2 separate regions of the Oryctolagus cuniculus genome follow, and region 1 is linked to region 2. The links are chromatin contacts, called in public Micro-C maps. All regions are on one chromosome and are shown on one strand. The core of a region is the stretch at or near the end of the contact, and the rest is flanking DNA. Distances in the headings are between cores, read along the strand shown. Region 1 holds the start of ARRDC3 (arrestin domain containing 3). Region 2 overlaps ADGRV1 (adhesion G protein-coupled receptor V1).

What was found. A called contact is a pair of places that touch in the nucleus more often than the background predicts.
Region 1: a contact with region 2 is called in a Micro-C map of ear pinna, with 5 times the contacts expected there. The contact joins the promoter of ARRDC3 here to the enhancer-like site in region 2. A contact is called at or near these places in 3 of 6 Hi-C or Micro-C datasets (ear pinna, skin fibroblasts and an unstated tissue).

What each region holds. Positions count from the first base shown.
Region 1 is chr14:14,129,166-14,134,777 of mOryCun1.1, forward strand. It overlaps ARRDC3 (arrestin domain containing 3), which reads right to left and starts at 1,721. Exons shown (of 8, transcript XM_002713914.5): 1 at 1,115-1,721. The coding sequence starts at 1,394.
Region 2 is chr14:13,800,973-13,806,811 of mOryCun1.1, forward strand. All of the region lies in intron 86 of ADGRV1 (adhesion G protein-coupled receptor V1), which reads left to right. Among named protein-coding and RNA genes, the nearest start is that of ARRDC3, 330 kb to the right of the region's middle. Within about 2 kb of position 1,734, at least 1 of the 8 cell types and tissues checked has an H3K27ac peak or open chromatin away from gene starts, as enhancers often do. A contact at or near this core is called in ear pinna, where this site is marked.

The sequences.
Region 1 (5,612 bases), core at 471-2,970, 330 kb after region 2:
GCGAGCCTCTTTCTGAAAAAGTCAGCATTTGCACTAAATACTGCATTAAAAAGGAGAAGCACAAAATTACATAACCAGTTTTAACATTATATTCTTCTTGGGCTAGAATTAAGTCATCGCCACCACCTGACGCGTGTAACCAATCTGCTGAGAGCTGCACAAGCGCCCCTCCTCACCACCCCCCAGAACTGGTCCGAAACAGGATTGAACCGCTTCTAACAAAGGGTGGAAACTTAGAAAAACAAGCTTAGAGTCTCCTATATTTCCACAATGTAGCCATCTAAACAATAGAGGGGAAATCTCAGGACCCCCTCTCCCTTTGACAACCCTCCATCTCCCCCTTCTAACCAAAAATCAAGTCCAGTGTGCGGTCTACTTTTCAATTCCATTGGACTGGCAGGGTTTCATTGAATGCACGTTCCAAAGTTAGACATGATGCTTGGAGAAGAAACTGCTGGCCCTGAATGGCTTCTGAACCTGACTGAACACCGGCCACGGTGATAGATACTGTCTTTTAAAATAAGGAATGCTTGATGCAAAATTCCCAAAGCATTGGAAAGAAGAGGTTAAAAAAAAAAAAAAACACGTGGGGTGTTGGTAATACCATATGTCAAAATAAGCCAGGGAAACCCTCTCTCAAAGAACAATGATCAATTCCTTATAAAGTCCTTTGCACGTTAATATTAAAAGGAAACACATCTACTAACCCTCCTAAAATGTTATTTCATTCCTTCCTTCAAGCTCAGGTTTTGAGCTAAGGTTGCAAAGAAAAAGGAAAAAATTTTAAAAATCTGATGCCGGACCGCAGCTTTCATCAATTCATTTGAAAACGTAGCAGTAAAATCATGGACTCGGAGGCAAGCAGAATTTCCGAGTGAGGTGCAAATGGACCGCAAGTGCGTATGGCACAGCCCGAGCCGGGTCCAGGGGTGGTGGAGACGAGGTGCAGTTTGCAGTCGCTTTGCAGATGCCGGCACGCATTACAGCCTCCCGTCAAGGAGAACCCAAACCTCGCAACTTTGCTAGCCTCCAGCAAACGGCCGAGCTACGCTGCGAGAACCACGTCCACCCGAGAAAGCCAGCCTGCAGACTGCCGAATGGTAGGAAAACTTACCTCTTTCGTGCCCAATTAAGATGTCTTTATGGTTGAAGTATTCTACTTCTTCGGTGTAGTTCTGCGTGTAGGCAGTATTGGAGCCGGCGTTTCTAGACTCCGTCCAGCGTACTTTCGCATGTCCTCTTGCATGAATTTTAAGCGATTTTACTCTGATTTCCCCAGTAACTTCTAAATTCACCCTTCCTGAGACAGTATCCCCGCTGGAATACACGGGGACATTGCTGTCATTCAGACAGTCGAAGCTTATTGTCAAATTCTTCACCTTCCCCAGCACCATGTTGATAACAAAAATCTATAAAAAATATAATGTAAGACCCCCAAAAAAGTCAAGATCGCATATAAAATGGGATCTTCACTCAACACTGATCGATGCTTCTGCCGTGCAAAAATGCAAACCCTTGCAGGCAGGATCAGTAGCTCCTTACAGACAGTTCATTGAGAGCTCTTAAAAGTCAGGGCAGCAGAGAGGCTGCGGCGGCGGCTCCGCGCGCCCGCCCGTCTCAGTGGTCTCCTTACAAAGACGGGCGGCCGGAGCCTGCCAGCTCACTTTAAGAGCAGCTTTGTGAAAAACAACCCCAGTGCGCACGCGCACGCCGCCGCGGCCGCCGGCCCCCCGGGCGCGCGCCCCCGCCGCGCCGCGCCGCGCCGCGCTCGCGCCCTCGCCGGGCACGCGCGCGGGTACAGTAGGCGTGGAGCCGGGGAAGCCGGCACGGGCGCTGCCGGGAGGCCCGGCCGGACTTCGCTGCATTGTGGGCTCCCATTGGCGGGCGGGCTGCCGGAAAGCCCCGGCGTGCTCCCCGGAGCCGCTGGCCGGGCGGCCTCTGACAGAGCGACCGCCGGCGGGGCGCTGAGGGACCGCGGGCCGCGTGGAGGGGCGGCCGGGCCGGCGCACGCGTTAGCGGCGCTGCGCGGATTCGCCCGCCGCCTGCCTGGGAGGAGGAGGAAGGGGGAGAAACCGGTCGGGCCAGCGGCTGGGTGGCTGAGCCTGAGCTAACGACTTTCGGGAGGAAAAAAAAAAAAAGTCCTGAAAACCGGGCCAGGAATCGTGGTCACAGACGAGAGCAGTCTCGGCGTGGATTTTATGCGCGTCCGTAGATGGCTGTAGACGGGGTGGAAGTGAGCTCCCTGGAGGCCAAAAGGGGGCCTGCGGAGCGGACGCCCTAAGGCAGCGAGGAAGAGGCGTAGGTCCCGTCCCCTCGGGGGGCTGTGCCGGCTCCGGCTACCCCGAGCGAGTCGCTGGCGACGTTGGGGGCAGGCGGCCCGCTTCCCCCGAGGAAGCCGAGGTCCTTGTTAGGGACGCCAGCCGTGGCCGGAGTCAGGGTGCAGGGTGCGCGGCTGCAGCCCTCGCGTCCACAGTGCCACCTTGCAGAAGGCAGGTGGCACGGTGGCGGCTCGGCGCACAGCCTTGGTGGGGAGTTGCTGGAGCGCGAGCGATGGTTTGAAGGAGCGAGATGCAGCGTGTGGAAAGCATAATTCTTAGCATCAGTGAGGATGCGGATTCTGCGGAGCCGCGGTTGTCCGCTGGACTGTTCAGCCTAGTCATTCCCGTGCATCCTAATAGGTACATTTGTCTTTTTTGATTGTGAGTGTTTCGGTAAGAAATAGCAGAGCCTGCGTCACGCCCCACTGGGATGCAGAGTGTAACAGCACAAACTCGTGTAGATTACTGGCCTCCGCAGAGCTGCTGTCAGGAGAGCTATAGAAAGACAGAAAAAGATGGGAATCTGAAGCCACATATACGTAACCAGGAATTCTTGGGAAGGTTTTTGGCTACGGCTGTGTCCATACGTTTTAGATTCTTCTGCGTAGTATGTTTGGGTAGATGGAGCCCGGGAGTCACAATAAATGATACTCGGCCTTGCTGTTTTGGAGGAAGTGAAATTTTACTGGGTTGGGTTTTAGTTGACAAGGCAATGTCTAAGGACTCCGGAGCAATAATCTGGAAAGGGTAAATCTGAACACGGTTTGGACGGTGAGTGATGCCGTTTATATGAGTTTTAAGGTTTAAAAATAAGAATTTGTGTATTTCCGTATTGGAAAATTCTCCCCTTCCTCCCCCCTTGGTTGACACCTGGTGGAAAATCTAGGTAAAGTACCTGGGTCCTTGTACTAGCTTAGATTACAGATACTACTTATGTTTTTCCGCCCCCTACGGGTAGAAATGGTGAATTTGCTGGAATGTCAGCTTTTCCTCACCATAGGGTTAATGGTATTTATTAGGCATTACAATGACATTGAGCAAGAGAAATTTAAATGTGCAACACGGAAAGAGTACATAAATTCACCACTAAATGTATAGCTACTGGAGGCTAGTCAGAATGAATATTTTAGAATTTTAGTAAGATTAATTAAAATTAATTGTTTCTTAAGAAATAAGAATTATTAAAAAAATAAGAATTAGCTGTGTAAATAGACTAGAATTGCATATAAAAAGAAGCCCTAGGATATTTATCCACATTTTGGAAAGTTGTTTTAATACATTAAGTGATTGATTCACTGTATGCCTTGTGTTTAAAGTTTTTAGGGTCTTTTGAATCATTGCCATTATTATCTATTTTACTGTTTTTCTTTATTCCTAAATAGTAACTGACAGATTGCTGGGAAATCCTTATCTGCCACCATTTTTGCTCAGGAGCCCACTCGTTTACACTTTGTATCACCTTTCTTCCGTGTAGACTTGGCGGCATGACTGTTCCTCAGGTGTTTTTAATTATTGGCTTCATTTTGTTTTCCTCTCCTGTTTTCTCCAACAATGAAAATCCCAGAGACAGAGACCCCTAAATCTTTGTTTATCTTTTTCATTTCTCAAAGAAAAAGAAAAAGCCCTTAGACCACATTTTGATTGTTTCCTCTCCTCTCGTGGCTTTCATAGCCTCCCCTTTGCCAGACTCCCTGGCTAACTGTCTGTACATTAGGCCCCCTGGGAATGCTGTCCAGTGGAACTTGTCTCTGGCTGTTCGGCTTGCTTCGCTGGGCTCCTACTGTGCTTTGCACCAAATTTTAGCTATTCATCTTTACCACCAAGGCTCTTTCCTACCACCCCAGCCTACGTCTCATCTGCCATCTCCTCCTACTCATCCGCTAACTCTCTATGCTCCTGTCAACTGCATCTTCTGTCCCCTTTGTTAGCTCATCTCACTGTTGCCAATGTGCAGTTACGCACTGGTTCCTGTGCCCAGAACAGCTTCCCACTGCTGTCTTATCTCCTTTCCCGTCTCACCCCTCCACAGACTCGCTTGGCACAACTGAGTAGATAGAATAACTAGCCCCTCTTTCATGGCTTCTAAGGTAGGCCATCTCTTTTTATGGTGTATATACTTCTTGAATTTTGAATCAAATGGCTGTTGTACTTTGATGTGCAGAAGTTTGCAGTGGATGCTGGCTTAAGTAGTTGTCCTAGCCCTGGTGTTTCAGCCATTTGAGAAGTAGATGAAAGATATCTGTCACCTTGCCCTTCAAGTAAATGAATCTTTTTGAAAAAAGTGTGAACTCTGTCCAAAAAAACTGACAAATGGTAATTATTATCAAGGTATGTAATATTGAGATATCTCAAACTGACTACCAAGTATGTAGTTTTTCACATATCAACTATATATACAAAAGCAAACCATTTTAATGGCTCAATGTGGGACACCTAGATAGAGTTCTGGGCTCCTGGCTTTGGCCTGGCCCATCCATGTCTATTGTCAGTATTTGGGGAGTGAACTAGTTGATGAACCAATCTCCTCTTTCTCTTTCTGCCTTCCAAACAAATAACATTTTAAAGCAACCCATCTCAAGCAAAAATTTAGATGTTTGGTGGTCAGAAAAACCATACCTATAGTTAGAATTTGTTTCTCACAGAAAAATATGAAATCCATGCTTAATATTTATCTTAATTAACACCTGACAGGTTTGAGTGCTGTGTAACTAAGGTTTTATTTTATTTTTTGTAAGTCTTAATCCTCTATTTCAAGGTTTTGTAACTCTGACTCAACTCTTTAACATTGTCAAAATGCAACAGGTTTGACTTTGGTATGGAGACTGGAGTAAAGATTTGATATATTATTAGCAAAATGAGTAATATTTTAAAAATATATTTGAAAGTGAATTACATATTATTTTGTTTCATTCTTCATCCTTAATGGACATATAAATAAATTACAGGTTTTGTGGTAAGTTCAGAAACAAATTTATTTTCTGTTCTCTCTCTTTAAGAAATAGTATAATTTGTGTTGTATGGGTATAATTTAACCTGTTGTTTTTTATAACTTGATTAAAAGAATATCTACCCAGAGTTATCATTGTTAATATTTTTACATGTTTCTGTCTAGATGTATAACCAAAAAGCAAACAAATAAATAAAAAGCCAGACTCCACCGCTTCCCAGTGGGTCTTTCTGCAAATCCAGAAGGAGAGGAAAACTTGGAAGAGTTTTTTCATACACAGGTGGCAATGAGAGAATGTTGCAAGGTACCACATTGGGGGAGTGGCCTAAGGACTTGGGCCATCTGCT
Region 2 (5,839 bases), core at 484-2,983:
AGGACATAAATCTATGTAAAATAGCAACATACACGTAACATAAAATTTTACACTTTAAGTGTTCAGCTCAGTATCAGTAAGAACACTCACCATGCTGTGCAACCCTCACCACTGCTGTTTCGAGAACTTTTTCATATCTCAAACAGAATCTCTGTCTATTAAATAGTAACTCAATATTTTCCTTTTAGCTTTTACATGGTATGACCACATATAAACACACACATGTAAATGTATTTGTGCATTTATGTACACACATATACAAGGGTACTTCAAAAAGTTTGTGGACAGATGGAATTAAAAAATAAGTCCTAACTATAAATTTGCCTGCTCTACATAACTCATCTAAGTGGAATTACGTATTTGTCCTTTTGTGTCTGACTTATTTTATTTAACATAACCCATGTTGTAATATATTTCAGAATTCCATTCTTTTTTAAAAATATTTACTTGATTTATTTGAAAGGCAGAGTTACAGAGGAGGAGAGACAGAGAAAAATCTTCCATTCCTGGTTCACTCTCCAAATGGCTGCAATGGCCAGGCCTGGGCCAGACTGAAGCCAGGAGCTTTCTCCAGGACTCCCACATGGGTGTAAGGGCCCACGCCCCTGGGCTATGCTCTGCTGCTTTCCCAGGCTAATTAGGAGAGAGCTAGATTGGAAGTGGAGCAACCACAAGTCAAACTGGCACCCATGTGGGATGCTGGCGTTGCAGGCGGCAGCTTTGCCTGCTACACCACAACGCCTGCCCCTCCATTCTTTCTTAAGCTGGAGTCTCTTACCCTGCTTTGGCTGCCATCACAATGCCATAGGCTGGATGGCTTACAAACAAGAGGAACAATTTCCCACAATTCTGGTAGCTGCAGAGTCCAGCATCACAGTGCCAGAGGTTCAGTGTGTGGTGAAGGCCCCAGTTCCTCCTGTATCCTCATGTGGCAGGAGGAGCAAGGCATCTTTTGGGGGCCTCTTATACGACACCACCAATCCCATTCCCAAGGATTCTACCTCCATGACCTAACCACCTCCCAATGCCTGACTCCCTAACTGCGATCCCTGGTGATCAGGTCTCACCATATGAAGTTGGGGGAGACACTTTCTGACTGTGGCACTAGGTAATATTCCATTGTATGTGAATGCCATATTTTGCTCTTCCATTTGTCTGTTGGTGGACATACCAGTTGTCTCCATCTTTTGGCCAATGAGAATGATGCTGTTATGAACATTAGTGTTACAGATATCTGTTTGGGCCCATGATTTCAGTTTTATGGATGTATACCTGGAAGAATTTTGGCTCAAATGGTAATTCTGGGTTCAACTGTTCAAGGTGCCGCCAATTTGTTCACCACAGGGACTACTCCATTCTGCATCCTCATCAGTAATGTGCAAAGGTGCTAATTTTTCCACATCCACACCAACGCTCACAATCTTCTGTGAGTTTTTTTAATTTTTTTTAAATAATAGCCATCTTAATAGTTATGAAGTAGTTATCTCATTGTGATTTTGATTTTTGTATCCCTGACAGCTAGTGATGGTGAACATCTTTCTATGTGCCTCTTGTCCATTTGCATAAGTCCTTTGCCCATTTTTTATCTTGCATTTTGGAGAGACTGAGCATGCACTTGTACCCAAGTATCCCCCAAATGCCTACAATGGCAAGGACCAGTATGGGCCAAAACTGGGAGCCAGTAACTCAGTCCAGGTCTCCCCCATGGGTGGCAGGAACCCACTACTTGAGCCTGACCACTGCCTCTCAGAGTCTGCATTGACAGGAAGCTGGAGCTGGGAGCCAGAGCTGGATATTGAATCCAGGGACTCTGATATGGGATGTGGGTGCATAACTGGTGTCTTAACTGCTGGGCTAAACATCTGTTCCTCATTGCCCATTTTTGAGTTGGGTTATTTAGGTTTATTGATGTTGTTGAGCTGTAGGAGTTCTTTATATGTTCTGGACAACATGGTTTTTATAGAGGTACCCTTATTCCTGTATCAAATAAGGCGTTTTAGAAGCCTCCTTTTTTATTAAGAACACTGAAATAATTCTGCTTTATGTTAGCTAATTAATCCGCATTATAAATTGTTCCCAGTGTGCTAAATGCCTTCTCGAGTAAACATTTAGAGAAAACAGAGAAGTTATGAGCAGCTCACCAAATGTAAAATGACAGCTTAGAAATTGTGAAACTAAAATAATTTTCATTAAATGAAGCAGTAATTTTCCATCTATCAAATGCAATTCATGGTAGCTCTTTAGCAACATCATGCCCCCCACCCAACTTTCATCACCCTCTCTCCCTCCCAACACCACTGCTCCTTTTGCTGGGGCCCCCCGGGAGGTGAATGGTGCCTCCCCAGAGACAGATCAGCCAGAGTGCTAGTACTGTGGAAGTTTCAACGCACCTTGCATGGACCCCTTCTGGGATCCTGTCCCTAATTACGGTTTTGTGATTTTTTGTTTTTAAAGAAGCGCCTCCCTCCCACCAAGTTTTATAAGCTTCAGGCCCACAAAATCCAGAATTGTCTCTGAACACGTTTCTCCCATCTGAAATCATGTCTTAGTCATTGTCACATGGCTGGAAAGCCAGCCTGGAGTCTACTGTTAAACGCAATGAGTTATTTACAACTGGCTTTCTTCCTTGCCGAGTTTCTGGTCTGGGGTGCCAAGCTACCACACTTTTCTGCAGAGATCCAGAAAAGCATGGGCCATGGGTGTTTCTAGCCAACCCTGGTATGCTTTGTTGGCTTTTGCACTGAGCTCTGTCAGCACACAGTGCTGGCTTTGCTCTAGGCACTTAGGGGAGTGTGCAGGCCAAATTTTGAAAATTTGGTGCCCAGTTCATGCAAAATGTGCATGTCCTTTTGTACTTTGCACTGAGCCATAAATAGAATTTTGTGCTTACACAGTGGAAGCAAAGAATGCAATTGCCAGACTTGATACCTAATCTTTGAAAAATTTTGTGAGCACAGCTTAGCCAGTTCCCTATTCTTGTCAGAGGTAAAAATGAGCCTTCTGGCCTTCTTTCCGATTATATAATTTCATTGAACAAAAATGAATTTTTATAAAAATTAAATCTTAATATATGCCCTCCTCTTCTGAAAGGCATTAATGATTAAATAATTGCTCATCAATATCAACTTTTACTTATTATTTTCTCTCCATGCAGTTGTAGTAACTCGGATAAAGTTGTGCTTCAATGAAAGATATATCTAAGCAAGATAAGGACAATCTCCGTTGGAAGTTCTTTTCTTGAAAAAATGCTCAAATTCCTTCTTCCTCTTCCTCTTTTCCTTTCTCATTCTTTGCTTTCTTATTCTTTCTTTTCCTCTATCAAACAGTTCCAAGATATACATGCACAGGAAGGCATCCCAGCGTGAGTATCAGAACCCAGCTGTGAGGGCATCCCTGTATGGGGATGGGTGCAGCCAGCATGAAGCATCAGACCTAGGATGGAGAATGGAGCCACTGTACAAGGGAAGGGATGGCGGCAGTGGGAGATGGGCCACACACACAGGAGTCCACCAAATAGATAAACACAAATATATTGAGAATCATAAGAAATAGATTTCTTACCAGTAGAGAAGTAGTTACAAATATAGAAAGGATCGATGATGGGAGGGACTAGGATTAACAATTGGGTCAGAATTGGAAGTATTGATGTGATCTAATGAATTTCACGATATGTAGAGATTAACACAAAACTATATGGAGTTCTAGCCGGTGCCACGGCTCAATAGGCTAATCCTCCGCCTGTGGTGCCGGCACACCAGGTTCTAGTCCCGGTTGGGGTGCCGGATTCTGTCGTAGTTGCCCCTCTTCCAGGCCAGCTCTCTGCTGTGGCCCAGGAGTGCAGTGGCGAATGGCCCAAGTGCTTGGGCCCTGCACCCGCATGGGAGACCAGGAGAAGCACCTGGCTCCTAGCTTCTGATCAGCGCGGCACTCCAGCCGAAGCGGCCATTGGAGGGTGAACCAACGGCAAAGGAAGACCTTTCTCTCTGTCTCTCTCTCTCTCTCACTGTCCACTCTGCCTGTAAAAAAAAAAAAAAAAAAAAAAAAAAAAACCAACAACAACAACAACTATATACAGATCCACTCATCCCAGTGTCACTTCCTGTGGTTTCCATAATCTCTGGACAAACCTTGATCTGAAACAAACAGTTCGTAAGTTTTAAATTGCACACCGTTCTGAGTGGGGTGATGACATCTTGTGCCATCAGGCTCTGCCCATTCCCAGGATGTGAATCATCCCTTTGTCCAGCATATCCACACTGTCTGTGCTACCTACCTATTACAGTCCCTTAAATAGTCACTTGGGTCATCAAATCAGCTGCTGTGGAACCGGAGGGCTTGTGTTCCAGTCGCCCTTATTTTACTTAATACTAGGCTTAAAGCACAGGGTAGTACATCAGCGATTCAGACGCCCCAAAGTGATTTTTAGTGAGAAGTACAAGTTACTGACTTTATCATGGGTGTGCAGTATGTACGAATGGATAAAACATGGCGTGCATAAGGTTCAGCACTATCTGTGGTTTTCCGCATCCGCTGGGGTCTTAGATCCAGAGAGAGAAGGGCTGGGGAATGAGAATACGTGTGTACATTCTGTAGCTCTGGCTACTGAGAGAGCTTAGGGCAGCAACAGCGATGATCGTAGTGGGCCCCAGACCCTGCTTCATAAATACTGTCCTCAAGGCGATTTGCCTAATGGTTGGGATGCCCACGTGCCCATCAGGGGACCTGGCTTCATGTCCCGGCTCTGGCCCTGATCCCAACTTCCTTCTGATGCATCACCCCGCTCAGGTGAAGCCTCAAGTAATTCGTTCCCGCCCACATTACGTGGGAGAGATGAATTGCATTCCCAGCTCCTACTTTTAGCCCAGCCCAGTCCCAGATGCTGCGGGGATTGGGGGAATGAATCAGTGGATAGGAGTTCTCTGTCTGTCTCTCAAATAATAAGCAAGCAAGCAAGCAAATAGAATCAGTGTATGGAGCTGTCTCTCAAATAATTAATTAATAGATAAATAAATACCGCTCCCCAGAAAGCAGGATAGCCCAGGGTAAGTTTGAAACATCTTGGACCACTAATTAAGTGCTAGCTGCAGGGGTACAGACATAAGAAAAGGCATAGAGGGCACTTTGAAGGGGCATAGATTAAAGGCAATTTGCTATCAAAAGAAGTAATGATAGTAATGGAGAATAGTCCTCTAAATAAAGTAGCAACCCATGAGTTCCTCTTATAAAAAATAAGTAAAGGGATACATCAAACATTTGACAAGGAAAAAGGATCTGCAGGTTCAAAGCCATGCCATGCAAGATCCTTAGCAATGACCAAGGTGCTCCCTTTGCAAAGGCCAGCTGTACAGTGGGGAATCTACAGCCACTGCCTTAATCTAGTGACTGAAATGACTCCCTTTGGTCAAGGGGGTGTTCTCTTAAGCCACTCAAGAGAATTTACAAGAAGAACCCACAACTACTAGTGTGATTTCTGCCAAAGTTTGTAATCTAAATCTTAGCATGAGACTTAGCATCGTAAGAGATTCAAATTTAAGTACTTGCTACGAGAACCTGGCTGGTAATCATGACAAGTGTCAGGATGAGGAGCAGGCTTTCGGCACATTGGCTATGGTGCTGTGTGAGAAGTCTGCATCCCTTATCAGAGTGCATGGCTTGGACTCCCAGCTGAGTTCCTGATTCCAGCTTCCTGGTGTTACACACCAGGAGGTAGCAGGTAATGCCCAAGTACTTGGTCCCTGCCACCTCTGTTGGAGATCTAAACTGAGTTCCATACTCCTGTCCTAGCTGTTCCAACATTTGGGGAGTGAGACAGAGGATGAAAGATCTGTATGTCTGTCTG